Regions from separate parts of the Mus musculus genome. Here all the other regions are linked to region 1. A link is a contact called in public Hi-C, HiChIP or PLAC-seq and Micro-C data. All regions are on one chromosome and are shown on one strand. Each heading gives the region's core, a stretch centred on a gene start, on an enhancer-like site or on the middle of the called end of the contact. The rest is flanking DNA. Distances are from core to core; before and after follow the strand shown. Region 1 holds the start of Pbx3 (pre B cell leukemia homeobox 3). Region 2 holds the start of Mvb12b (multivesicular body subunit 12B). Region 3 has its middle 12 kb from the start of Gm39792. Region 4 holds the start of Rabepk (Rab9 effector protein with kelch motifs). Region 5 holds the start of Hspa5 (heat shock protein 5). Region 6 holds the start of Gapvd1 (GTPase activating protein and VPS9 domains 1). Region 7 overlaps C230014O12Rik (RIKEN cDNA C230014O12 gene).

Evidence for each region. Hi-C and Micro-C count contacts between places; a contact is called where the count stands out from the background. HiChIP or PLAC-seq counts read pairs in DNA pulled down with a chosen protein or histone mark.
Region 2: an H3K27ac HiChIP or PLAC-seq map of VIP interneurons shows a contact between it and region 1, with 11 times the contacts expected there. The contact joins the promoter of Mvb12b here to the promoter of Pbx3 in region 1. A contact is called at or near these places in 10 of 39 promoter capture datasets (the 3T3-L1 cell line, the HPC-7 cell line, cranial neural crest and 5 more), 5 of 484 Hi-C or Micro-C datasets (cerebellar granule neurons, cortical neurons and embryonic stem cells), 15 of 115 datasets of contacts at active chromatin or transcription factors (SST interneurons, VIP interneurons, astrocytes and 11 more) and 5 of 9 other capture datasets (adipose tissue, embryonic stem cells, embryonic tail and 2 more).
Region 3: an H3K4me3 HiChIP or PLAC-seq map of embryonic limb bud shows a contact between it and region 1, with 4 times the contacts expected there. The contact joins the enhancer-like site here to the promoter of Pbx3 in region 1. A contact is called at or near these places in 9 of 115 datasets of contacts at active chromatin or transcription factors (embryonic basal ganglia, embryonic forebrain, embryonic hindbrain and 5 more) and 2 of 9 other capture datasets (embryonic tail and embryonic trunk).
Region 4: a contact with region 1 is called in a Micro-C map of embryonic stem cells, with 9 times the contacts expected there. The contact joins the promoter of Rabepk here to the promoter of Pbx3 in region 1. A contact is called at or near these places in 1 of 39 promoter capture datasets (neural stem cells), 2 of 484 Hi-C or Micro-C datasets (embryonic stem cells and muscle stem cells) and 2 of 115 datasets of contacts at active chromatin or transcription factors (both in embryonic stem cells).
Region 5: a FOXA1 HiChIP or PLAC-seq map of pancreatic cancer cells shows a contact between it and region 1. The contact joins the promoter of Hspa5 here to the promoter of Pbx3 in region 1. A contact is called at or near these places in 2 of 484 Hi-C or Micro-C datasets (both in embryonic stem cells) and 4 of 115 datasets of contacts at active chromatin or transcription factors (effector CD8 T cells, embryonic stem cells, memory CD8 T cells and 1 more).
Region 6: a contact with region 1 is called in an H3K4me3 HiChIP or PLAC-seq map of embryonic stem cells, with 6 times the contacts expected there. The contact joins the promoter of Gapvd1 here to the promoter of Pbx3 in region 1. A contact is called at or near these places in 1 of 39 promoter capture datasets (the 3T3-L1 cell line), 1 of 484 Hi-C or Micro-C datasets (embryonic stem cells), 2 of 115 datasets of contacts at active chromatin or transcription factors (embryonic stem cells and pancreatic cancer cells) and 1 of 9 other capture datasets (adipose tissue).
Region 7: a contact with region 1 is called in a Hi-C map of the N1E-115 cell line, with 16 times the contacts expected there. The contact joins the enhancer-like site here to the promoter of Pbx3 in region 1. A contact is called at or near these places in 9 of 39 promoter capture datasets (the 3T3-L1 cell line, cancer-associated fibroblasts, cranial neural crest and 5 more), 8 of 484 Hi-C or Micro-C datasets (the AML12 cell line, the G1E-ER4 cell line, the N1E-115 cell line and 5 more), 18 of 115 datasets of contacts at active chromatin or transcription factors (the 230-238 cell line, the NIH/3T3 cell line, acute myeloid leukemia and 13 more) and 2 of 9 other capture datasets (adipose tissue and pancreatic islet).

What each region holds. Positions count from the first base shown.
Region 1 is chr2:34,370,201-34,373,908 of GRCm38.p6, reverse strand. It overlaps Pbx3 (pre B cell leukemia homeobox 3), which reads left to right and starts at 1,864. Exons shown (of 9, transcript NM_016768.2): 1 at 1,864-2,188; 2 at 3,012-3,085. The coding sequence starts at 1,989.
Region 2 is chr2:33,886,170-33,889,877 of GRCm38.p6, reverse strand. It overlaps Mvb12b (multivesicular body subunit 12B), which reads left to right and starts at 1,932. Exons shown (of 10, transcript NM_175184.4): 1 at 1,932-2,558. The coding sequence starts at 2,484.
Region 3 is chr2:33,918,261-33,921,968 of GRCm38.p6, reverse strand. No RefSeq gene overlaps it. Among named protein-coding and RNA genes, the nearest start is that of Gm39792, 12 kb to the right of the region's middle. Within about 2 kb of position 1,713, at least 35 of the 459 cell types and tissues checked have an H3K27ac peak or open chromatin away from gene starts, as enhancers often do. A contact at or near this core is called in embryonic limb bud and embryonic tail, where this site is marked.
Region 4 is chr2:34,798,096-34,801,803 of GRCm38.p6, reverse strand. It overlaps Rabepk (Rab9 effector protein with kelch motifs), which reads left to right and starts at 1,892. Exons shown (of 8, transcript NM_145522.4): 1 at 1,892-2,053. The coding sequence starts at 2,036.
Region 5 is chr2:34,770,173-34,773,880 of GRCm38.p6, reverse strand. It overlaps Hspa5 (heat shock protein 5), which reads right to left and starts at 1,791. Exons shown (of 9, transcript NM_001163434.1): 1 at 1,735-1,791; 2 at 1,435-1,652; 3 at 1,091-1,322; 4 at 574-711; 5 at 1-60. The coding sequence starts at 1,559.
Region 6 is chr2:34,753,116-34,756,823 of GRCm38.p6, reverse strand. Gapvd1 (GTPase activating protein and VPS9 domains 1) reads left to right here and starts at 1,592. Exons shown (of 27, transcript NM_001356441.1): 1 at 1,592-1,846; 2 at 2,265-2,558.
Region 7 is chr2:34,025,590-34,029,297 of GRCm38.p6, reverse strand. C230014O12Rik (RIKEN cDNA C230014O12 gene) reads left to right here. Exons shown (of 4, transcript NR_130173.1): 3 at 3,341-3,499. Among named protein-coding and RNA genes, the nearest start is that of Gm39793, 65 kb to the right of the region's middle. Within about 2 kb of position 1,752, at least 40 of the 459 cell types and tissues checked have an H3K27ac peak or open chromatin away from gene starts, as enhancers often do. A contact at or near this core is called in the N1E-115 cell line, cerebral cortex, embryonic limb bud and 2 more, where this site is marked.

The sequences.
Region 1 (3,708 bases), core at 615-3,114:
TTGAGTCTGAGAAAGGAACGTTTAGAGGTAAGAGCCACCAGTTAAACACTTAACCTAGGGTCATCTCCATGGGTTTAAAATGAGATCATGTTGAATCCTCAGCCTGAGAGATGAGGACAAGATCAGCCTCAAGACTCCACCGGAGGTGTAGGTGCGGATTCCAACACCGTTTAAGTCTTTAGTCTCTCTTGGGCAGAAGTATAATGGATGAAGAGGTGTTACAGGTATGTAAATCTGTTAGGTGAAGTTGACTACAGCCGAAGGGGTCAATTTGTCAGTCCAGTCCATTTCTAAACAAACTTGTCTGTAAGACTATTGTCTCGCTCTCCGCAGGTTCCGCACACCTGCCAGGGTAGTCCCCGGATCTCCAGGACTCGTCGAGTGTGCAAAGCGCAGTTAGCTTAGAAAATAGTCCTGGATTTCACTCTCTCCAGGTGACATGTTTCTGTGACCTTTCCATTTGCTAGCTTTTCAGAGAAGAGCTCTGTCCATGCGAAACCACAGGCTCCCATTCTAACTGGTCACTCCTTGAGGGACAGACAGCGCAAGGCCCTACTGCCAGCGCTAACTCCTTGTGCTGAGTTCGGGTTACCATAGCGACCGTGGGACGGGCAGGGCTTTTAGACCCTTTTCCCGGTCTCAGCCCAGGACTTTCGAACGCTCCAATTGGGACAACCCTTTCTTGGCTCTGTCCCGCCTCGTTCGGCGCTGAGCGCAATGCGATTGGCCCTGTGCTTGAGGCCTTGTGCCCAGAGGGTACCACCTCTTGATATGAAGAGCGGGAAAGTATCCCAGGCACTGTCCGAGGCGTGAAGCTCATCTCATGCAATGGGGGACCACGCTGTCGGCTACGGGTACACTTTATTCGGTCCTATATAACACCTCTAAGTCCCCAACTGCTAATAATAGGGAAGGAGCAGGATCCGGGGACAACACTTTGCTGGCTGGACTGACCGACCATCTGTGGAGTGCCGGCGCGAGTAGCCCATAAGGCTCCCGGGCTGGCTCTCAGGCACCCCACAGCAGAGGCCAGAGGGGACGGGCTGCGTTCTAGGGGCGGGGCCAGTGGCGGCGGCGGGAGGCGCAAAGCCCAATGAGAGAAGGCTCCGCCTCCGGAGGCGGGGCATCCGGGGCGCTCCCCCGCCCTTCAGCTCTCCCTGCCCCTCCCCCCGCGGGCGCCGGGGCCGCAGTGAGTGAGTGGCACTGGCAGCCTGTCAATCCCTCAGCCGAGCGGCCTTCGAGCCCGGTCCACAGCGGCTGCTGACTGGGTGCGCGGCACCGGAGGTGGCGGCGGCGAGTTCTCCCGCCTCATCAATCTGCTGTCCGCCCGGCGTGCGGCCCGCCGGGGCCCTCCACCGGGCTCCGTGTCCCCGCCGCGCCGGCCCGCCCGCTCCCAAACTTTCCTCCTCCGCCCCTCTCGCTCCCCGCGGCCCGCCCGTCGGCCTCCTTCTCCTCCTCCTCCGCAGCCCGCCGCCGCCGCCGCCGCTCCCTCCCTCGGGGCCGCCGGTGCTCCGATCCCGCCCGGTTGAGGCGGCGGCGGCGGCGGCAGGCGGCTGAGGGAGGGGACCGTTCTGGCTGGCGCGGGCGGCGGCGGCCGCGGCGTCCCGGCAACTCGGCTGGCGCTGAGGACCAAGTTGTGCGGGGCCGCCCGGCGCGGCGAGGGGCGCTGAGGAGGCAGCGCGGCGGCCGCGTGAGGGCAGCGGGCACCACCGCCTCCGCCTCCGCCGGCGAGCGCGCCGCTTCCGCCCGCCGCTGTCCTCAGTCTCCTCCGCGGCGGAAGCCGGAGCCGGACGCCGGTCCGCGTCCCCTCAGTCGCGGGCCGCGCCGGGCCAGGCCGCCCCCTCCCGCGCGGGCGGGGAGCGCGCGGCCGCCTCCCCCTCCCCCTCCCCCTCTTTCTTCTCCTCCCTCGCCGCCGCCGCCGCTGCCGCCGCCGCCGCCTCAGCCTTCGCCTCCGCCGCCGCCGCCCGCTCCCGCCCGCGCGCGGCGGGATGGACGATCAATCCAGGATGCTGCAGACTCTGGCCGGGGTGAACCTGGCCGGCCACTCGGTCCAGGGGGGTATGGCTCTGCCGCCTCCCCCTCACGGCCACGAAGGGGCGGACGGCGACGGCAGGAAGCAGGACATCGGCGACATCCTCCACCAGATCATGACCATCACCGACCAGAGCTTGGACGAGGCGCAAGCAAAGTTGGTGTCGTCTCATTAAGCATCTTTTGTGTGTGTACGGGAGCCGGGCTCGGGTCCCGGCTGGCTCCCGGGACCCGGGCCTCAGTTGCGGGCGGGAACTTTCTCCGCCCGCCGGGCACTTGCTGTGTCCCCCATCGCGCGGGCAAAGTTGCTCGCCGGGCTCGGGACAAACTCGATCATTGCTTCGTCCGTGCCCTGCTGCCCGCCCCCCTCCCCAGATTTAAACCTCCCGCTCGGACCCCAGCGCGCTCCGCGTCCCAGCCGGGTCCGTGGCCGCACCGCAGGGAAGTGCAACTTTCTCCGCCTGCCCAGACTCCGGGCACCCACTCCCCTCGGCCCAGTCCGGGGTGACCGGCTGCTTCCCCGCACAACCCTGTGCGGGAGCGCCAAGTTCTCTAGAGGGAGGGCCGCTTGGCAAACTTTGCGGAGCTGTCACCCGCTGATTATTAGCCGCCCGCTGGCCGCTGCGCCCGCTCCTCTTGTGGAGCTTGGGCGTTGGGGTTCCCTCCGCTCCGGTCTGGTCCCTTGGGTCCCGCCGCGGCCCCCGGAGCGGAGCCTCATGCACGGGTCACTCCTGTGTACGCCGAGGCTTCTGTCGAGCCAGCAGATGGGTCACGCTGCTATCGGGCTGGAGCTCTCAGCCGCTAGAGCTTGCCGCCAGTTGCGAACTAGTAAACTTGAGTTTTTGTTGACTTCCCGTGGTTCAAAGGAGCTTTTCCAAACTGGGGGCCGGTTTTAAATCTTGGGTCTAACTTAAAGGAAGGCGCCATATTATTCCAATAGGTGATGCTAATACCTTTGTGTTTTGCTATTTGTTTTTTAGGAAACATGCTCTGAACTGTCACAGAATGAAACCGGCGCTCTTCAGCGTCTTGTGTGAGATCAAAGAGAAAACAGGTAAGACTCTGCTGCTCACAGTGGGCCTGGAGACCCCCGAGGTGGGGTCAGATCTACTCCTTCGACTCTCCAGTTGAGAGCTGCTGCTTTTGGGCACCGCCATCTTTGATCATTCTTTGCTTCCCACCTCCTGATCTTGAGAAAAAAAAAACAAACCTGCAATAAATCTGGAGTCTATTTCTCAATTCTGCTTTGGTACTAAATGAAGTGTATATGAGAATGGAGCTGGGTCGCAGTTCCCTAGGAGGTAGTCCCTGGTTTCAGTCGGGGAGGGGGCTCTAGCTAGTTGCCCTCTCCTATCTCTTTTTGCCTGTGTAGCATTTTTTAAAAGGAGCGGTGGGAGACTGGATGCCAGGGACCGGTTCCCCTGGAGAGGCGTCACTAGAACTTTGTTTTACTTAGACAGTTTTAAGCTTCGGTTCTACTGGTAGAAGTCACAACCGAACACACCTCAGTAATACCCTGGACTTGGTGCTTTAGGTGGGAAGATTTTTAGGAATCCAGGAAGGAAAATCATGTGCTTAGGCATATACAATGTATCATGCCTATTAGTACTTCTATTATAGCCTCCGTCTTACAACTGCTACACTTGTAAAACTGAGCTTCAATGTATAAAGAAAGAT
Region 2 (3,708 bases), core at 683-3,182, 480 kb after region 1:
CTGGTCTGAGTTTACAGATTCCTTTTTATTTTATTATTTCTTAAGATATGTTTATTTTTATCTATGTCTGTGTGCTACGTGTGTACCCTGGATAGTCTGGAGCTGCCATGCGGGTGCTGGGAGTTGAACCAAGTCATCCAGAAGAACTCCCGGTGCTCCTAACTTCTGAACCAACTCTCCAGACCCAGATTTACAGATTTCTTAACATTATATTTTCTCTTTGTAATTCTGGACTAAATGTTGCTTGATCATAGAGCAGTGGCTCTCAACCTTTAACCTACTAAAGCTGAGAACCTTTCATACAGCTATTCCTGTTGTGGGGACCCCCAACCATAAAATTATTTCACTGCTACTTTATAACTGCAATTTTGCTACTCTTATGAGTCATAATATAAATATCTAATATGTGAACCCCACCACCCCAGGTTGAGAACCACTGTAGAAGAGTTTGAGCTGGTTTTAACAGCCAAGTGGATCAGAAAATGCTACAATTTTATTTAATAGGCAACAGCTATGTATGTATGTATGTATGTATGTATGTATGTATGATGTATGTCAGTGTCTTAGTCAGGGTTTCTATTCCTGCACAAAACATCACGACCAAGAAGCAAATTGGGGAGGAAAGGGTTTATTTGGCTTACACTTCCGCATTGCTGTTCATCACCAAAGGAAGCCAGGACTGGAACTCAAACAGGTCAGGAAGCAGATGCAGAGGCCATGGAGGGATGTTCCTTGCTGGCTTGCTTCTCCTGGCTTGCTCAGCTTGCTTTCTTGTAGAACCCAGAACTACCAGCCCAGAGATGGCACCACCCACAATGGGCCCTTCCCCCTTAATCACTAATTGAGAAAATGCCCCACAGCTGGATCTCATGGAGGCATTTCCCCAACTGAAGCTCCTTTCTCTGTGATAACTCCAGCCGTGTCGAGTTGACACACAAACCAACCAGTACAGTCAGATATGGTGTTGATTCTCATCATGGGTAGTTAACGGGTAGGCTTTGGGGAGAGCGGTTTTCTTGGCCCAGATGATTCTGGGAAATGGCTGCCTAAACAAATGAACCAGGCTTTTGTTTGTCTTGTCTTACTATGGGACTTCCCAGAAGTGTCCATAGAGTCTCCCAAAGGTGGACAGATGGGTGTCACACAACACTTACTTTGTTAGACAGCAAGCATTCTTCATAAAATCACATATATTCAGGTCTCTAGGGATTGGAACTCTGCACTTGAGTTCTTGGTGGTGTTATCTCTGTTAGATCTTGATATCAGGGTTATGATAAACCTGGAAATATGTTTTTTTTTTCTTTTGCCTGTAGCAAGTTTTTGTTGGAGACAAGGTCTCTTTTCAAATCCTCTGTGGCTTTCGGGCAACTCACTATGTAGACCAGGTTGGTGTTGAACTCACAGAGATCTGCCTGCCTCTGCATCCCAAGGGCTGGAATTAAATGGAGCACCACTGTGCTGGGCTCTGTACCAGTTAAGAACACAGATTGTCTGTTTCCTTATGGTGCGTTTGGACTTGTTATAAACCCATTTGGATCAGTGGTGTTTCTGAGTGACACAAGTACCTGGATTGTATGCACACATTTGAGAATTGTCCCCACGGGATCTTTTCCTTGACAGCCTGCTTGGCACCATTTGCTTCAGGAGCTGACTATTTTGGAAAAGCACAGGATGTGTGACTATGAGTCCCGATGCCTGAGCAAATCCAAGCCGGCTACCGTGTGATCCTCTGTTTTAAATATCCCGTTTAGCACATGTCCCCTCCAGGGCCTGCAGGCCTGGCTGTGTAGGGGCAGGTGGTTCAGGGATCAAAGGCTGCTGATGCCTCCTTTTCTTACAGCCTGAGGGTCCTGCTCCATTTCTTCCTGACTTCTGTACCTTTCCCCAGGCACTGCAAGGGCAGGCATGCTACACTAGATCCCTCCTCAAGGCTTGCCCCCAGGCCTCTGTGGGTAAATCATTTGCCCAGCAAGAGGGGCAAGCTGAGACCTGCTCTGAGAGTGGGGTCAGTCTGAGGCCCGGCTGCACCGCATTAGGTTAGCCGGATTGTGGGCAGAGCAGAGGGGATCGCCCCGGGGTGCAGTCAAGCCTACAAGGGACAGGTGGGAAGGCGTCTCTGCAAAGGGCCACTCCGGGCCTGCAGGCCTGGGTGTCAGAGCGTCTTGCAGGGACCTACAGCTGGGCTGAGCGGTGGACGAGGGGGACGGCGAGGCCTAGCAGAGCCGAGCGGAGGCCGACTGGGGGCGGGGACCGAGGGCACCGGGGGCCACAGGGCGGTGCGCTCCCGGGCTCCGCCGCAGGCTGCACGCCCCTCCCGCCCCGGCCCCGGCCCGAGCCGCTGCTGCCGCCGCCGCCGTCGCTGCCGCCGCCAGGCCGCGCCCCGCCCCTCGCCGCCGCCGCTCCCGGGGAGGCTGCGCTCGAGCTGCGGCGCCGGCTGCAGCCGCCTGGGCCCCGGGCCCGGCTCCTCCCGCGCCGCCCGGGCGATGAGAAGCTGCTTCTGCGTCAGACGGAGCCGGGACCCGCCGCCGCCGCAGCCGCCGCCGCCCCAGCGGGGAACAGTTAAGTGAGGCCCGCGCGGGAAGACGGGCGGGGACGGGCGGGCACGGGAGGAGCCGGCCGGGCCCAGGCCTGCGGGCGGCTCGCCCAGCCCCGCGTGGGGACAGGCCCCGTGAGGGCGGCCTCCGCCCGGCGCGGTGCCGCAGGCTCTCGGGGGGCTCCGGCTCGGCCTTGCGGCGGGAGCGAGCTGGGGACTCGAGTCGCAGCAGCGCTCCGAGGGTGGAGCCAGGTGAGGGGCGACGATCTCCACCGGGGCACACGCTGGGGACAGTTCCCTTGACTCGCCTGGCCTGGGGTCCGGCTCTCAGCTGTCACGTGGGTGCGGATGAGCGCGCACCTGACCCTCAGACATCATTACCTGGGGGCACCCGAACTGTAGGGCACCTGTCTGCAAGGTGACCAGCCATCCAGGAAGCGTGGTGGGCATGTTGATTAGCCTCCCCTTGCAATGACTCCAGCCAGGGCAAGTGAAGCCCAAGGGACTGATTAGCACCGCACCAGGGACCACATCCTCAGAGACAGACACAGTGAATAAGGTAGAGCCAGGAGCATCTTTGTTTTCTTTGTCTTTAGCACACAGCTGTCCCTAAATTATCAGCCTGTTTCTTCTGTCCCCTGACCCCAACGACCTGTTCAGCAAGACAAGGCAGGCCCAAGGCAAATGGCCATAGCCCCTACTCCCTGCCCCCACGGGAGACCCAGAGCGCCTGGATTTCAGCCACATTGGCAGACAGCAGGCAAGGCTCCTCTTTCAGGGCCTTTGTCTCTGGTGATGCCTTGTTGGGGTAATCGCCTATGTTTCCCGACAGCTGGTTGGATCCTATCTCCCTTTAACAGGGCTGGCGAATCTTATCAGCTGCCTTGGGAAAGTTAGAAGATAAGCCCTATAGAAACCTATACTAACTGAAAAACTCCAAGCAGACAAGAGGTTAGTTACCGGGGATGGTGTCATCTTTCTTGCCAGCTGGGAAATCGTTTGGGGGTGCTTTGAGAACTTGTACCACACTCATATTTAACGGGGTCTCTCTGAGAATTACGGCTACTATAGGGACCCGGGAGATTGACTGACAGAGTGTCAGCTGGGTCATTGAATATAAAATCACCCTTTCTTGTTTACATCGCCCATTCCCTCCTCTGGTATTTATGTCCCTG
Region 3 (3,708 bases), core at 464-2,963, 450 kb after region 1:
AGCTTATGGGGGCCATTCCTCGTCAGTCAGTGCACTCAACCCAGCCCTGTGTCCAAGCCTGAGCCCCTATAACTCTCCACCCTCTTGTCTCCCAGCCACAGTTCAGAACTCTGTATACCTTGATCCCCTTTGGTAGACCCTTCCTGACTCCAGTCCCACCCTGCCTTCCCACACCCCATCTCTCCTCTGGAGTCAGACTGGAATCCTCCAGAGGAGAAGAGACAGCAACAGCATCTGTTGATGGTGCTCTTGATATGCTCTTCCTTGCCTTCTGTGTGTGTGTGTGTGTGTGTGTGTGTGTGTGTGTGTGTGTGTGTGTATGAAAGCCAGATGTCTATGACACACATCTTCAATTTCCCTCCATCTTACTTTTTGAGACAGTGTCTCTCACAGAACCCAGAGCTTTGGGCTAAACTGGTGAGCCCCATGGATGATCCTGGCTCTACCTCTCTCTACCTGCAGCTCCCAGAGCTAGGGCTACAGGAGTGTGTAACCACACCCAATGTTTCACATGGGTGCAGGGGATAGGTTTTTACAGTAAGCATTTACAACTGAGCCATTCTGCAGGTTCTCTTCTCCATTGTTAATATGGTCCTTGTGTTTTCAGGGTTCAGGGGAGCCCAGCTGTTGCCCGGGCGAGTTCCCTGTCACTGAGCTGCAGCTCGCATAGTGAAGACAAAAGGCTCTTCTTCAACTATGGGAACCCAAATAACAGGTGGGAATTTCAAAATGACCTCACTCAGCCACCCTGGATAAAACTGAGGCGGTGTCAGCCATCATCAGCCCTTTCCTGTGGGGAGAGCTGCTGGGAGTTTCTTGGGAGTGGGGGTGGGGTAAGGCTTCTGTATTTGAGGGTCAGGAGCTCAGGTATGTTTTGTCTGGTTGGAAAGATTAACCAAGCAATGTATTTATGATCTGTGTGCTTTTCTATATGTATATCCTGAATTAAAAGGCTTTTTCTTATTTTGGTTTCTTATTTTAAGACTGAGGGTGTGACTCAGTAGTAGAACACTTTCATTCATCCCAACACACCACACACGTGTGCGCAAGTGTGGGCACACACACACACACACACACAGAGTTCTGTGGCCTGGGCAGGTGGAGCCCTCAGGGCAGTAGAGAGGGGTAGGTGGGTTTCTGTAACAAGTGGGGCATGGCTACCTGGGAGGCTGGTCAGGCCATTGTGCCCTGACTTGGAGAGCAAGCTTTCAGTCCAATGGAATGCTGACAAACCCCCCACCCCCACCTCCTCCTCCACCGCTAAGCACCCCACTGCCCGCTGGGACCCTGCCGTGGTGCCACCTGCCTCTCCTCCCCAACAGCTGTATTTTTCAGGTACAATATGACAGGCTCAATCTATTCCTGTTATATATTTCCCGGTAAATGGACAAGGTGAGAACAGTGTCAGTTCAAATCACTATCATGACACTTAGTTCTGATTTACGGCACCTTTTGCCGCAATCTTGAGAGCGCCGGCATCCGTGCTGAGCTGGATTGCCCAGCCAGGCCCCACGGGGTCAGTGTTCAGATCAGCTTCAATAAAAGAATTTAGGGTAAGGCGGCCCCAGGTGGGCAGGGGGCAGGCTAGGGGACCCAGAGGACAAGCTGGGAGAGATGCAGAGGCCACCATTTTCTCCCACGCCTCCCTCCCTACGACTCTTTGTCCCAGGTCCTGTGGTTTGCAGCATCTGGGAAATTTATGGCGACTCCATAAACGGGTTTTACAGACAGCTGTTAGAGCGTGTGGAGCAAGGCCTGGCTGTCGGGGGACCTAGTCTCAGGCTTACAGCCAAGACACTTAAATATTATGGCCACACATATATAAAAATCGTGCTAGGCGCGTCCTCTGCTGCCTCCCTCCTCCTGACCTGGGAGCCAGAGAACGGCCAGAGAATAGCGGCTGCTTGCAGCTGCTGCCTCTGCAGAGACAACTGCCCCCAAACCCCTTGCTCCAGCCCGTGCTGTGCCTCCATAAGACAGCCTGGGCCGGAAGCATGGATGCAGGCGGAGTTGCCTGAAGGGCAGAATCAGATTGTGGAACCCCTCCTAAGCTTTGTCTCCCTGGTCCAGGCTTCCTGGACCAAGTTGTCTGAGCCTCCAAATCTTGTTATTGCTGTCAGCACTGTTTTCTGCCTTCCTATTCCTCCGGTCAGTTTCTATTTTCACTACCCTTCCAGAACTCCAGTTAACACTGCCTTCCTGGTGGTATTGGTCCCGTCTCCCCCCCCCCCCCCCCAACACACACACTCCTGAGTCACTTCTCTGGTCATAAATGCTCGGAGCCCCCTTGGACTTCTTCATAACATCTCTAACAATCGCAATGAAATAATTATTAGTGTCATTATCTGTTTAATGTCTGTCTTCCCCACTGGACAATAAAGCACAGGAAAGTGGGGTCTCAGTGGTGTACAGAACCAGGTACTTGGGAACTATACACTGAACGAATGGAGGTGAGCGTGTGTGTGTGTGTGTGTGTGTGTGTGTGTGAATTAATGGCTCATGACCCTCAGACAGCACGAGGCCACAGGGTTCTGTTCCGATAAGCAGGAGAGAGCAGAGAGATCAGCAAGGGGAGGCTTTGAGAGAAGGTACCCCAGCCTTCACAGTACAGTTTTCTTGCAAGAGAACCAGTTGAGAGACGTAAGATGTGAGACAGGGCTGCTCCCGTAGTCTCTGAGCCTTTTCTTCACAGTGAGGCTAGAGATGGTTTCACAGGGTTGTGAGGGTCAAATGCACTTAGTATGTGTAACAAAGAGCTCTTGATGCTACATAATGACTACACAAGGCTTGAACTCAATAATTCCAGGCAAAGTTATTTATGGGGGGAAAGCCATTCCCCCAGACACTTCTGCTGCCTCTGAAGCCACATTGTGTTATTGCATCACCCCCGTCTGAGTCATTTGACCAGAAAAGAATATATGACCCCACTGGAGCCAATCATAGTGGGGCTCGTAACCTATGACCCCTGGCAGGCCAGTCAGATGGCCTCTCCTGGGACTGAGGAACTATGAGAAAGGCTTGTTAATAGGTTCAGAGAGAGCCAGCCTCTCACACCCATAGCCTGGGATGACCCCCTACTTCCATCCCAGATCGAGGAGGAAGTATAAGTGGTTTAGATTTGTCTTGTCACTAGAATATACTGGATGTGTGATTTGGGGATAGGAACTTAGCCTCTGTGAATATGATTTCCTTACCCTTGAAATAGAGACTATTACAAAAAAAAAAGTGAATTGAATGATAACATGTGATAGAATGTCTTACCATTCACAATGTTCCCCTTACTAATACAAACAGATATTCTGATTTCTCAAGACTTAAGGCTACCCTTGGGCCTCTGTTTTCTTTATTTAATATGTAGTGCATGGACCTGACTTATACAGTCTGTACATGTGTGCAGTACCGATAGAGGCCAGAAGAGGGCATCAGATTCCCCGAGAGCTAAAGCTGCAGGAAGTTGTGCGCTTCTCCGTGGGTGCTGGGACTTGTGTGAGGTCAGGAATCTGAGAGCTCCTGTGTTTTAAAGATAGAAGAAAATGCTGAGACACCTGCTCAGCTTCTGAACTGGCCAGTGGGAAATTGCTAGTGTTCAGCAATTTCCAGCCCCCAGACGAATTTCTACGTGGTTCTGCCTTAGACACAATGGAAACAATAGGAAACATTAGACTGGGCCCTCCCTTTCCTGGGAAGAAGGAAGCAGCTGGCTAAATC
Region 4 (3,708 bases), core at 643-3,142, 430 kb before region 1:
TCCTGAGTTCAATCCCCAGCAACCACATGGTGGTTCACAACCATCTGTAATGGGGTCTGATGCCCTCTTCTGGTGTGTCCGAGTATAGCAACAGTGTATTCATATACGTAAAATAAATAAATCTTAAAGAAAAAAAAAAGAAGAACAAAACAAAAGAATTTGTCTTGGTTGGTTTGTTTGAGTCATCTTTTTAGCCCCTTGACTCTCATTTTTAAAAACAGAATTCAAACATCCCTCCAAGAACTTAGAATGTGATTTCTAGTCTAAATGAATTGGTTTCTACAATGTAAACCATCTGATAGTCCATTTTTTCTTGATAATATACCCTTCCAGCATGGCTTCTTGGTGTAATCCAAACCAAAAGGCCCAAGGCACATTCTGGAGCTCTGAGAAGGACTCGCTGTCTAAATATATGTTGGGCACATGGCAGAGCCAACCTAGCCCTGATTCTCTCCAGAAGGAAAGCAGAGTGAGGGGCTGGCGAGACGGCTCAGCGGGTAAGAGCACTGACTGCTCTTCCGAAGGTCCCAAGTTCAAATCCCAGCAACCATATGGTGGCTCACAACCACCCGTAATGAGATCTGACACCCTCTTCTGGTGTGCCTGAAGACAGCTACAGTGTACTTACATATAATAAATAAATCTTAAAAAAAAAAAAAAAAGAAAGCAGAGTGAGTGCATACCTCTAAATTCTTTGGCAGTCTATGGGAGCTTTCTGATAATTACAGGCAATCACAAAGACTCAGGTATTGGAAATATAATGGCAAAGTTGTGAAGAGAGCTGTAGCCCAATTTTACTTTGTCCATGAATTTTGGTTATATTTTCAAGTAACTAAATAAATAAATTGGAGTGGGAGCATTGTAAATCTTTTCTGTAAATCACAGCATTTGTATGGTGGAGGCAGCAGAATCAGGAGTTCAAGACCATCCTCAGGTATACAGTGAGATGGGAGGCAAGCCTGGACTGCATGAGACCCTGTCTCAAAATTAAAACCCAAGTTTTTCTTTTACTTGCACTAGTAAATTCTCTAGACAGCTGTGTTCCGATATTGCTATTCCCATTCTATCTATGAGTAAACTAGGGTTCAGAGAGGAGCAGACTCGTCAGACATTTCCCATTTAGTGCGGGAGCTTGTTTGAAGCCAGTCTGTCTTCCCTCTCCCACTAAAGACACACTACTTCTGTTTCTAGGCTGTCTTGAGTTCTGAGGGAAGTTAGTGAGCTCAGAGTATGGTACTCTGTTCACACATAGGCACATAGGCGAGCTATCTTTGTTTTAGGAAAGTCACGGGGCACCTATAGCTAGGACATAGATCAGAGAGGATGCAGATGAAGCTGTCAACAGAGGTAGTTTGTGTCTAGATAAAAATAATCACGGCTTTTACAAAGGACCAGCTCTGGGCCTCCATAAAAATTCCCGACTACAACCTCTATGGAAATCTTAAAATTTGTGTGTCGCTGAGAGAAGACACCAAAAGTATTAATAACTTTCCCCAAGAACATACAGTGTCAATGAACTTTTTATTCTTCAGCGTTTACAATAGGACCTCCTAGTTGTCCTTCGTGTTTAATCTCTCTGCTCAGCCTGTGAGCTCCCGGAAAGCCCAGGGCCTGTGGTCTGGAACGTGCTGTAACCACAAACAGCGATTATGGAAATAACCCGCTTTAGGATCCACAGTTTGAACCAACCTCAAACCTGCACAGGCAAAACCTAGCATCCTATGGCATGCAGGAAATCTCACTCGGGAGCCTGAAGCAGAATTCAAGGTCAGCCTGGCTTACGTGAGTTCCAACCCATCCTTCCCCTTCAGAAGTCACTACTAAGGACTGCTGTAACAAACTCCGTCGGGACCCGAAATTGGAGTTATGGACCGGATGCCAACCAGTACGCAGAGTTCCGGGAGGCCCTGACTAAGTTTGGCGCGTAGTCCCGGAGACCCGGAGGCGTAGAGCGGTTGGCCTGGACGCGCTTCCGGGACTGGGGAAGAGGACGGGCTCCTAAGCTCCGCCCCATGGGTGGAGCCACGTCCAGGACATGCGGGGGCTGCGGCAGGTAATAGGTGCTGGGCTGGAGGTCTCTTAAGGCAGTAGGCTTGAACTGGGTGGGAGGGGTAGTACCCATGGTCTCCGGCCGGTCAGTTTTGGGGAAAGCTGGCAGCCATTTCTCCCTGACCCCGACTTCTTTCGCGCGGAGATGTGGCCGGCAGAGGGGACGCAAAGGAGGTGGCTAGGAGAGTCCCCGCCACGCCGGCCCCTCTAAGCTCTGGGCTGACCCTGTGGTCATTAGCCTAGCCCGCTTGTGGGCCTCATCGGCCCAACTCTCCTTTAATTCCCTTTCTTCATTCGTTTGTCCTTCACTTCTACACTCTGCAGGTCCATTGGTAAGTTATCGGAATGAATCAGAAGGCCGGACATGCTAACATTTTGGAATCTAGTTTCGATACTTTTCTGTTACTTTTATTTTGAGACAAGTCTCACTGTGTAGCTCAAGCTGGCCTCTGCTGCCTCAAGCCTCTCTAGTGCCATGTAGTGCACCACCATGCCTGGCCGATTACAGACTTTTAAATAGATAGTTACATTCAGGGATGTAAGGGTGTAGTTCAATTGGTAGACTGCCTGCCTATCGAGAACTTAGCCCTGGGTTTGATCTCCAGAAGGCATAAAAAGGTATGGTGGTGTTTGCCTGTAATTCCAGCTTTTGGGAGGTGGCAGCAAGAGAAGCAGAAGTTCAGGGTCATCCTTGGCTACATAATGAGTGGGGGCTAGCCTAAGGTACATAAGACCGTGTCTCTAAATGAGTAATGAGTTTAAAAGAAAAGATAATTACGTTCAGAATGACTCCTGTAATATGGTGGTTAAATGGATACAGTCATATATATTGTGGTCTAAACCCAAGTCCTGATTAAGCCTTCCTGCCGAGGGTGTATGTGATGTATATTGCTAATCCCTGAGGCAGGAGCAGTAACTTGAGAGACTGGAAAGGGGTAATCTCTTTAAATAACCTTTGAAATTTTCTGGGACTTGAACCCAGAGCTTTGCCCATGCTAAACAGACACTCTACCACAGAGCCATGCCAACTCCTTGAAACTGGCTTTAAATATCCACTAGCAGTGTGAAAATTTACAGGAAGGAAAGATAGGGGCGGCAGTAATTACCACAGAATGCTTGTTAATTTTATTAAATTCCCACTGGGTGAGGCAGTGCAAGTTATGAAAGTCAGAGGAGCAACAGAAAGCCCAGTATTGCAGGCAAGGCCCCAAAAAGCCACAGAGTGAGATCCTGTCCGAAAATAACAGCAAAAAGATAGAGACCAGAAAACTTGGTTTCTATGGCATGCTAGGGCCAAGGTGAGGCAGGGTTAGCCCTAGATGTCCTAGAACTCACTATGTAGACTAGGCAGGCATAGAAATCACAGAGACCACATGCCCCCACCTCTGCCTCACCGGTGCTGGGATTAAAGGTGTGCACCACTATGCCTGGCTCTCAAAAAAAAAAAGTTTAAATCCAATTTTTAAGTTAGCCTATAAAACAACATGTCTCATTATGCCGTTTTCATATGTTCTGATTTGCACCCGCTGCATGGCTGCCTTCCTTGACACCCTGTGAGTTCTTTATTTTGGAGGTGGTTCTTTCGGGTTTTGTTTGTTGTTTTTGTTTTTGCTTTTCAAGACACGGTTTTCCTGGATAGTCCTGGCTGTCCTGGAACTC
Region 5 (3,708 bases), core at 542-3,041, 400 kb before region 1:
GGTTGCTTGTCGCTGGGCATCATTGAAGTAAGCTGGTACAGTAACAACTGCATGGGTAACCTAGAAGGACAACCGTGCAATCATACTTAAAGATGATTGAAGTACATGGTGTTCTCACTTCTGTCACTCTTATCAACTAGTCAAGCCACAACAGTTTCTAAGTCAGTTTACTGCTATATCATACGCTTTTGTCATTAGAATTAAGCAGTGGTAACTCATAAAGGCTGACTAGCATATACCTTGACCTCCCACAAAACACTAAATCACTAAAAGTTAAGATTGAAAGGTTTCTGGGGCTGGTGAGATGGCTCGGCAGGTAAGGGCACTGACTGCTCTTCCGAAGGTCCTGAGTTCAAATCCCAGCAACCACATGGTGGCTCACAACCACCCATAATGAGATCTGACACTCTCTTCTGGTGTGTCTGAAGTCAGCTACAGTGAAATTATGTATAATAATAAATAAATCTTTAAAAAAAAATTGAAAGGTTTCAAACCATGAAGGCTTCCCTACACAAGTCATCGAGGGGGAGCAACAGCAATCAAACACTCAACACTGTTTCACACGTTATTCACCTTCTTTCCCAAATACGCCTCAGCAGTCTCCTTCATTTTAGTGAGAACCATGGCAGAAATTTCTTCTGGGGCAAATGTCTTGGTTTGCCCACCTCCAATATCAACTTGAATGTACGGTTTAGTTTTCTTTTCAACCACCTATGGCATAAAGTAATTTAAAGGTAATTTTTCCGAAGAGGAAACAATGACACCACAAACGATTTAAAAAAAAAAATCCATTTCCTCCCTCCCATAGCTTGATTCATCTCTGTCCCTTAGGGGGAAATCACAACTAAAACTGAGCACAGCTGTATTGTAGATAGATCGACAGTTTTAGTCTGTTTCAACTTCTAGACATTGTTAACAGTGTGTCATGTTTTATAACACACTAAAAACGACTAGATGTAAAACCGTTACATAAATTCCGAACACATTCTTTTAAGTCCTTTGAACAGTGTTTTTGGCCAAGTGGCAACCCCTAAATACTCCTATCACCCCAGCCGCCCCATTAGCATGAGAAAAAAAAAACGGGTCCGACCTTGAATGGCAAGAACTTGATGTCCTGCTGCACCGAAGGGTCATTCCAAGTGCGTCCGATGAGGCGCTTGGCATCGAAGACCGTGTTCTCGGGGTTGGACGTGAGTTGGTTCTTGGCCGCATCGCCAATCAGACGCTCCCCTTCAGGAGTGAAGGCCACATACGACGGCGTGATGCGGTTGCCCTGATCGTTGGCTATGATCTCCACGCGGCCGTTCTTGAACACACCGACGCTGACGGGGAAACCCCACAGAAAAGGAATCAGCACCTCACTTTCTCACGCTGGCCCCGGAGGCCACGCCCCACTCCTCCCCACCCCCTCCTCCTTCGACGGATACCACTTACCAGGAATAGGTGGTCCCCAAGTCGATGCCGACCACCGTGCCCACATCCTCCTTCTTGTCCTCCTCCTCGGCCCGCACCGCGCCCAGCAGCAGCAACGCCGCCGCCACCACAGTGAACTTCATCATGCCGGCGCTGAGGACCAGTCGCTCAGCAGTCAGGCAGGAGTCTTAGGAGTCCAGCAACAGGCTGTGGCCCCGAAACGCGACGACGGTTCTGGTCTGAGGGCGACAGGGGCCTCGGGGTCAGGAGGAGACACGAAGCAGACTCGGAGCAGGCCTAGCAGCAGGCCGCGGCGCTTACCTCACACACACGCAGAAGCCCAAGTGTCCAGGTCAGTGTTGTCTCGGCCAGTATCGAGCGCGCCGTCGCCGACTCGCCTTATATACCCTCCCCACAGCCCCGTCGTGGAGGCCTCCGATTGGTGAAGTCGCTACTCGTTGGAGGCCGCTGATTGGTCCATGCCACCAAGCTGGCTGCTGCCGATTCGAAGCGGCCTCCTCCGCAACTCACGTCATTGCTACGCCCCCCGGGCTGACTCATTGGCTACTGGTCATTCTTAACGGCCACCAATGAGAGGCAGCATCCGCCCTGAGCGCTGGTCCTATTGGTTCAGCAGCTGCCTGTCCTTCGGGTGACCTCTCACCCCGAGACCGTTTCCGCCGGTAACCGTTCAGGTCCTCCCCTCACGCCAGGCCCCCGGGGACTGGAGTGGGGTCTGCGTGTCAGTTCCCTCGGGGTCTCCTTTTCTGTCTCTCACTCTGAAGAAGTACGCGGCCTTTCTCCTCCTCGATTCCCCGCGTCCTGAGCTGCCCGGCCTCAGCTGTGATCGCCCTCCCCAGCCTCCACACGTTCTCGGATGTCCCAGAGTCCAGGCCCTGTTACTCGCCCGGCCTGCACGTCTCGAGCTGGGGCCTGATCTGGATTCTGCCTCGCTGAGAATCCTGGTGCTTCTCAGCTAACCGTGTTTCTCCTTCACCCCAAGGCTAGCCGTATGTGTCTTTCCAGGCCTTTCGAATCTTCCCTTTGCCGGGGTTAAGTCCCAGGATTGGCCTGGCCAATTGTAACCTATTCCCTTTCTCCGCCGCGGAGATTCAGTACTATGGTCAAACGAGCACTTTCCACCATGAGATGTATCTTTTCTTCTCTCTCTCTCTCTCTCTCTCTCTCTCTCTCTCTCTCGTAGCGCCTTATTGTTCGCTAACCTGTTCTAGCATAGCATTTCCATTTATGACACTGGTTATTATTTATAAGTCCTTCCTCTTTCCCTCTTCCTTCTTGACACCACCCTATTCGACTCTTGGAATAGGGCTGATAATGCTAAAGACGTTTAGCAGACAAAAAAGTCTTGCTGATGCTTTACTCTTTTATAATAGTATGTTGGGGGACAAACAAAACAAGTTACTACTTGAGCTTATTATGTACTTCATTGTTTTGTTTTATGTATTTTGAGAGGCATTGTACACAGGCCCAAGCTGGTCTATAACTACTGATCCTCCTATGTGTTTTCCATGTGTCATTTATTCATATTCAAGTCTTGGTACATTTTTCCCATTTTCCAGAAGAGACCATTGAGACCAAGAGCGATTAAATAGCTAGAATGGTCGATTGATAAGTGCTGAGAATATAGTTAATAACCCGGTTGATTTTACTCCATAATTTATACTATTGATTCCCACCACCACCACCCTTTTTTGTTGTTTAAAGACAAATTTCATGCACCCCCAGTCTTCAAACTGTGTAGCAAATGACTTTGAACTTCTGTTTCTTCTATCTATACCTCCCAAGTGCTGAGAACTTCAGGCATAGGCATGTACTACCATGGGACTTGCATCTATGCATGCTACACAACTGACATCTGTCTCCAGGCCTGGAGCTCAACATGTCCACCAGGCTGGCCTTGAACTCTCAGGTCCACCATCTCTGCACCCCAAGTCCTTATAGACATGCTTATGAAGGCTACTTGGGCCATTTATTACAGGCAGGAAATGACTCCAGTATTCCTATTAAATGTATTCTGAGCTTCATAAGTACACTGTGCAAATACTACTAAAACATCACACGCACAGTCACTAAAATGTTGAGCCTATGAATCAGTGTTCAGGAATTTTTTTCCTTTCTCATTCCTCAAAGATTAGTGACTCAGTCAACTCCATCCTTGCTATAGAAGTTGCATCACACAGCTCTTTCAGTCAGGCTTGTAATACTGTCATAACATTGATCTTCCTTTGGGTTGCATCAGACTAGTATTAAGATAGAATCACTAAGCCCAATCTA
Region 6 (3,708 bases), core at 343-2,842, 380 kb before region 1:
AGAATGTTACATTCTTTGGGAATGCTGAATGGGAAGATTAAAAGCTGTCTGTCTAGGTCAGGCACTCCATCTGTAGGTGACAGACAGAACAGGGCTCAGGCCAGTGAACCGAACATTCCTGTTCTCGTTGTACTTACAATGCACAATCTACTTACTTCATAACTCTTAGCTTCTTTAGAACCCTTCCCTTTCTTTTTATTTATGTATATTCATTTATGTATTTACACATTTATACATTCACACAATTTATTTGTGTGTTTGTTTGTTTGTTTATGGGGGGCAAGTTTTTGCCACAGTGGTGGTCAGAAAATATTGCAGGAGTCATTTATCCTTCCTCCCCTATGTGGGGTGTTTGGTGTCAAACTCTGGTGGTTCGGTTTGGTGGCAAATGCCTTTACTTGAAGGTTTCCTTTTGTGTCTTTGAAAGCCTTTCTTCAAGCTGGGCAGTGGTGGCACAAGCCTTTAATCCCAGCACTTGGGAGGCAGAGGCAGGTGGATTTTGTGCTCTGGAGCTCTGGAGCCTTTGAACACAATCTTCTGTTCAAGGGGGTTTTCCCTTATGCAGTCTACAAATTTTATATCCTCCCCCTCTCTTTTTCTGGATTTTTTTTCTTTTTCTTTTTCTTTTTCTTTTCCTTTTTTTTTTTTTTTTTTTTTTTAAACAAGATTTCTCTGTGTAGCACTGTCCTGGAACTTGCTCTGTAGACTAGGCTAGCCTTGAGATCTGCCTGCCTGTTTTTGCCTCCGCCTGCCTGTTTTTGCCTCTTGAGTGCTGGGATCCTGACTCATCTACCTTGGAATCTAGTCACAGCCAAATCTCTTTTCCTTTCTTTCTTTTCTTCTTTGGCCTTTTGAGACAGGGGCTCTGTATAATCCTGGTTATCCTGGAACTCTGAGATTGGTCTGATTTTGCCTTCCAACTGCTGGGATTAAAGTCATGGGCCACAAAACTCAGCCTAGGTCTTGATTTCTTAATTCAATATGGTCTCTTTCTCTGGAATCTCATAACACTTTGTAATTCTTCATAGCACTTTGTAATTTAGTTTATTGTTACAAAACTCAATCTATGGGAGATACTCTCCACTTTATATTGTAAATTGTATCCACTTGCTTTTTCATCTGGTTGGTGCTTTGTACAATGTAACAGACCCGACTGATAATCTTTAATTGAACTCTGTTGAATGGCAACATGGTACCAAAGACATTTTACTTGATACCCACAATGCTATTGTAACAAAGTAGCAAATAGGAAGCAAATTGTGACAAAAGAATTTCCTTTTGAGGCAGGGTCTCAAAGGATAGCTCCCGCTGGTCTAGACATCCTGTGTAGCTCAGGCTGGTTTAAACTTTTGTCTAATTCTGAGACATTTGCTTCAGCCTCCCAAAGGTTTTAGATTACAGGTGAGAGCTACCATGCTAGTTCAATTCTGATGATTTTTAAAGGAGGTGTATGGAAGACGGGTGGAAAGCTGTCTGGGATCTGATTTATGTTTGAATAGTTGGGAAGATGAGTTTTCACTTCCCCCTCCCCCCACCTTGGGGGCGGAGCATGAGACTCGTGGTGTTGCAGGATATATTCATTGTCTTCAATATTTTAAAGGGCTGTCAAGTGGGAACCAATTCTCCTTGCTTCCAGGCAGAATAACTACCTGCAAAGGGAGGAAAGACAAGGGAAGCAGATTTCAGCTCAGCAGAAGGCAGAACTTTCTAACATTTAGAGCTGTGCAACAGAGAGGAGCAGGCTGTACTCCTGAGAGGTAGTGAGCTGATACTGGAACATCCGAAACAGAAGTGAGACGTGGAGGCCATTCCTGCTTGGGTGGGAGCTGCACCGATGACCTTTAAGGTATGTTCTAGCTCTAAGGTTTCTGGGACTGTTCACTTCTGCTAACTTGACGCGTCCTTTCATTTTTTTTTTTTTTTTGAAAAAACAAAACCGACCTAAGCCTATTTAATGTAACACAGTTTACAGTTTATTTAATGTAATGTTATTTTTAAATAACACAGTTACAATAAAAATCGACAAAACGAGAAGTGGGAAATTATATTTATAAGTTAAAAATGAAGATACCGTCCAATTGGCATAGCTTTTAAGTGAAAGGGGAAGAGCGAGAGAGAGAGAGAGAGAGAGAGAGAGAGAGAGAGAGAGAGAGAGAGGAGAGAGAGAGAGAGAGAGAGAGAGAGAGAGAGAGAGAGAGGCTGGCTATTGGATGATGTTCCGAGCAAGAGAGGAGTGTCATTTTTCTTCCACCCGTCTTCTCTAGCACCAGGTACACGGAGACGTGAGGGCGGAGGATCGGCGTACAGGTCCTGGCAAGGCGGTTCGCGACCGGGAGCGGAAGGGCGGCCGTGGTCCGGACCACCGATCCCAGGGGCCCCCGCGGCGCCGCGCACGCGCACTGCTGAGGGGGCAGCGCCGCCGCAGGAGGCAGGGAAACCGACTGGCGATCTGTGGCGGCGGCTGGGCGGCGGTGGCAGTTCGCAGCGAGGGCGACGGCTCCGAGGCCGAGAGGCAGTCCAGCGAGGACCTGGGCGCCGTCCTCCGCATGACCTCACCGGTGAGTGCGCGTCCCCGGCCGGTCCGCACCGCGTGCCCCGCCGTCTGGCCTAGCACCGCAGCCCGCGCCTGACGGCCGCCCCGCCCCGGGCCCCGGGCCTGCCCCGTGCCCGGCGTCGCTCGGGTGGGAAGCCGCGCGGCCGGGCCCCGCGAGAGGGGTGGCGGCGTGCGGGTTCCGGCAGCCTGCCTGAGGCGGCGGGGACACAGGGCGCATGGGGGGGATGGGGTGGGAGCGCGACGGGGCGGGAAGGGGCGCAGTAGCGCGGGTCGCCTCTGTGGGCGTCCGGGGCAGGTGGGCAGCCGAGCCCGGGAGGCCAGGAGCGGACCGAATGGCTTGGGAGCGCCGCCAGGGACGCGCCGGACGCTCCGGGCTGGGGACGCCGTGCACCCGCAAACGCGCGCCGGGCTTGGCGTCTGTGCACTTGCTGCTGGTGGTCTTGAAGTGTCCGTTCTGTCCATCTCTCTTCTTTCAATTGTCGACTTTTATTGACGGACAGAATTGTCACGGGTGCTGCCTGGATAGACCTCAGAAACGAGCGGGATCCAAGGCATAATTCTAAATAAAGTGAAATAAGGTGAGGAGTCAGATAAGCGGTAGGAACGACGAGGACTCTGGTTTTTTTAACGTTAAGACTCAATTAAATTAAACTTAATAAAATGAAAATTTTGAGTTTGAGCAAAAAGGATGAGGTCTGGGAACTAGAGCTTCCAACTCGTGGTTCCTCGGTGCATTGAATGTAGATAGAATGTCTTTAGTGAGAATGAAGGTAAAATTACACCTTTATTTACAAACCAGTAATTGAAACTGTTGCCTTTAGTTATAAAAACAAGTACCAAACCACAGTAGTATTAGCAATCCCTGTGAGTTTGTCACCAATAGAATTTACAGATATTTTTGTGTTATGTTTACAGTTGGAGCATTCTCAAAATATCATGTTTGTTGATGGATTTCTTTGAGTCTGTGAGTTTCTGCTATATCTTATCTTATGTAATAAGATGTAGCTATACATACATGTCAGTTTTACATTTCATAATATGTCAGTATAATTGGTTTCCTTTGTACTGATAGGAGTTTTGCTTTTTTTTTTTGGGTGGGGGGGTTGAGACAGGGTTTCTCTGTATAGCCCTGGCTGTCCTGGAACTCACTTTGT
Region 7 (3,708 bases), core at 503-3,002, 340 kb after region 1:
GCCTGGCGTCTGCATTGCTAGCCTGGTGCCTGCATTGCTAGCCTGGCGTCTGCATTGCTAGTGTTTTCTACCCCCAGTCTTAAGACTGGAAGCTTCCTGGAGGAAGGGCAGGTTGGCCATCTCTGTGCCAGCCACTCAGCATGTCTTGAGAGGAAGTTGTTTGTGACTCACTCAAAGGGCAAGGGGTACATGCCAAGGGAGTTGAAAGCTGGCACCTGTGTCAGGAAAGGACTGGGTCATCCTCTGAGAGGCGGGAATTCAAGATCATGATATCATCACTACTGAGTCTTGTTGTCATGCACAGCTGTGTGTGCACCGTCTCTAGACGCCCCCACATCTACTCCCTATGTTCACACTGACCCTCAGGCATAAGGACTGTGAGGAACTGCCCCCAGGTTACCTGGGGAGGGCATGGCAGCAAGGATTTGCCTTTGCTGTCTGTTCTGCTTGGCCCCAATGCCAAGGCTCCTTCTTTTCAATAGATCTTCCCAAGACCTGATTGGGGGTATAATGCCAACATGGCCTCCACCGGAGACTAAGCAAGTCTTCTGCTTTCCTTTATAAAAATATTCATATAGTAACAAAACGAGTAAGTAGGTCTTTGGGATGTCTAGACAGGGCCATGCCCAGGGGTCCTCAGACTTGGTGGACCATGAGCATAGCCATGAGTGTAGGGATGAAAGACCACGCTGTCCTGGATTGCTCCCCGCAGATGTCAGACTCTCTGGAGAGAAGCCACCTCTGTAAGTTTCAAGGCTCCCCCACTGAGGCTGGCTGTGTTCAAACTTTAGTGCTTGTTCTGGCTAGTTTTATTAAACCAGCTGGTTCGTTACTTTGGCACAAGCTAGAGACATTGGAAAGGAAGGAGCCTCAATTGAGAAAATGCCTCCATGAGGTTAGGATGTAGGCAAACCTGTAGTCAGTAATGTGGAGCATAAGCTAAATAAACCCTTCTTAATTAGTGATTGATGGGGGATGGGGTGCGGTGGGGAAGGCCCAGCTCATTGTGGGTGGTGCCATTCCTGGGCTGGTGATCCTGGGTTCTAGAAGAAAACGGGCTAAGCAAGCCAGTAAGCATCGTCTGCCCATGGTCTCTGCAATTAGCTCCTGTCTCCAGGTTCCAGCCCTGTTTGAGTTCCTGTCTTGACTCCCATCAGTGATGTATGATGTGGAGGCAGACCCTAAGTAAACCCTTTCCTCCCCAAGTTGGCTTGGTCATGGTAGTAAAGCATCTAAGACAGTAGTTTTCTTGCCTATCCTAAGGGTTCCATCCTCACGTCAGCTTAGAGCTGCTTCCCTCTGGATTTAATTAAAGTCCTGAGTCCCTGGGGTGCTGTGGCCCCTTTGGTACCAGACTGACCTCCTGCAGGCTCTCCTGAGCCTCTGTGCCTCTTAGTGCTTAGCCAAGTTTCTTTGGTCAACCATTGGACTAATGACTAGCCAGGCGTGGGCAGTCATGGAAGGCAAGATCTCAGCCCCGCCTAGGTTCGGAAGCCTGGCCAGAGAGGCACCAGTGCAGACATGGATTGGAATGCCAGGCCCCTTCTGAACCTCAAGCTTGCTGGAGAGGTGGGGTGACTTCATCTCTTGACTTCCCAGGCGGTTCCCTTAGCAACGGGGCCTCGCTTTGACAGCCGCCTTTGCAGACAGTCTGTTTTCCAGAGGGGGGCTCTTTACCCTACTGCCTTTCACTCATTAAGTGAGAGTCGCTGCAGGGGTGTGAAGCCCAGACTCCCTGCAGTCTCATAGAGCCAGAGCTGTACCCACAGCCCAGCCTATCCAGGCTGCCCCTGGAGCCAGCAGCCCACAGACTGATCCTGTCTCTACAGGTCTGTTGTCTGCCGCGCAACACACATCTTGTGGCTCCCACGGAACTGAAGCCGGCTTCTCTACCTTCACCCTCTGCCCCCTCCTTGCTTTTTCTACCTCCTGACTTCTCTCTTCCCACCAGCACACCTGCAATCCACCTGTCTTTCACACTCACATTAGCAGTTAAAGCGTCTGTGCTGACATTTGATGATCTTAATATAGGCCCTGGTGACAGAGGAACAAGAAGAGCACAGAGTTTGCGCATTGCTGGAGAGTAGACTCCTCCCCCCGAATCCCTGACTCCTCCCCACAGTCCCTGTCTGAGCTCAGAAATCTCCCCTTCCACATTGTGGGGAGGGCTTCAACAGGTCCCACAGACTGTGTGGCGTGTGATGGCTTTACCTCCTTCGTGTAGCCTTCTCCCTCCAGATGACCAAGAAGGATGATAATAAAACCTACCACCAGGGGTCAGGTTCATCGGGTGCCCCCTTTGTGCCCTACCCAGGGGGCATGTACCCCCAGGTTAGTGTTAGCATGCAGCTAGCAGTTACCCTACTTCACAGATTAGAAAAAGGAGCTTCGGACATACTTAAGGTTAGCTAACATGGTTAAAGGAGAGAGTACGACGGTGAGCTGAACACGTGCCATGCGTGGTTAGCTGGCCAGGAAGAGGGGTGGGTCACTGGGAAAGTAGGGGAGGGGCATCTTGAAGGACGCTGAGAGGGTGGAGACGGAAGGCAGAAATGGAGTCGCAGAGATGGTGAAGGAAAGTCACTACACTGGAGTGTCTCAAGAGGAGGGTGGAGTCAACGCTTCTGGGACTCAGAAGAACAGGGTCACGTGTCTGAGCAACACTGTTGGTGACCATGAAAGGCACAGTTGATGAAGGGGTAGAAGACACTAGATCTTCTAAGCAGTGGGCAAAGGTATTTACTGAGAGAACAGGGCCATCAGGGAGGCCATTCCCCTGGGAATTCTGGCCCTGGGGTACAGTAGGGAGAAACGGATACCTGAACCTCATGAACCGCTATTTGCTCGATCTGTAGGCAAAGAGCGTGTTGATGAGAGCCACCAGGACAGGACAGGGGCTCCAGTTTGGACTTGGTATGGTTGGGTGGGCCAGGAGAAAGTTCTACTACCTCTTACCCTCCAAAAGGAGGCAGGATGAAGCCCAATTGGAGGAGCTGTGACTTCAGCAGTCCCGGGAAAAGAGAGGGAGGGGTTGAGGAGCACAGAAGCTGTCCGAGTGTTTGTGACCTCTTCACCTCCTGGACACATACCCCAAGGAAAACAATTGAAAAGATGCAAAGTTTAATTTGGACACAGTTCAGCCCGTGGCTGGCTGGCGTCCATTGCTTTAGTCTGAGGTGGAGCAGGATATCGTGCCAAGTCTCTATGATAGAGGAGGCTGCTCACTTCATGGGGGCCAGCAAGCGCTGAGGGGATGGGGGGTGGGGGGTGGAGGGTGGGTTGCAAGGTCACAATATCATCTTCAAAGACTCACCCTTAATGACCTACTTCCTCCAAATAGACTCCACCTCCTAAAGGGTTCATCCACCTATCAATAGCGCCACCAGCTGGGGAACAGATGAACAACACCGGAACTCTGGGAATCCAGTTCAAATCTGACTGTATTGCCCGAGAGAAGAGTGTCAGGGAGGCAGGACTCAGAGGAATGCAGCTGCACCAGGTGATCTTGCCATCCTTTTGTAATGGCCACTATTCCACCCTTCCCCATTGAACAAGTAGAGTGGAGTGTGTCACAGGCGCTCTTAGAGCTACTGTGGAAGAGGTAATGCTCATTGCAACTGGTCCTCTGTGTGTGTGTGTGTGTGTGTGTGTGTGTGTGTGTGTGCGCGTGCACACATGTGTTTTCCAACTTTTCTTTTTGTTATTTTG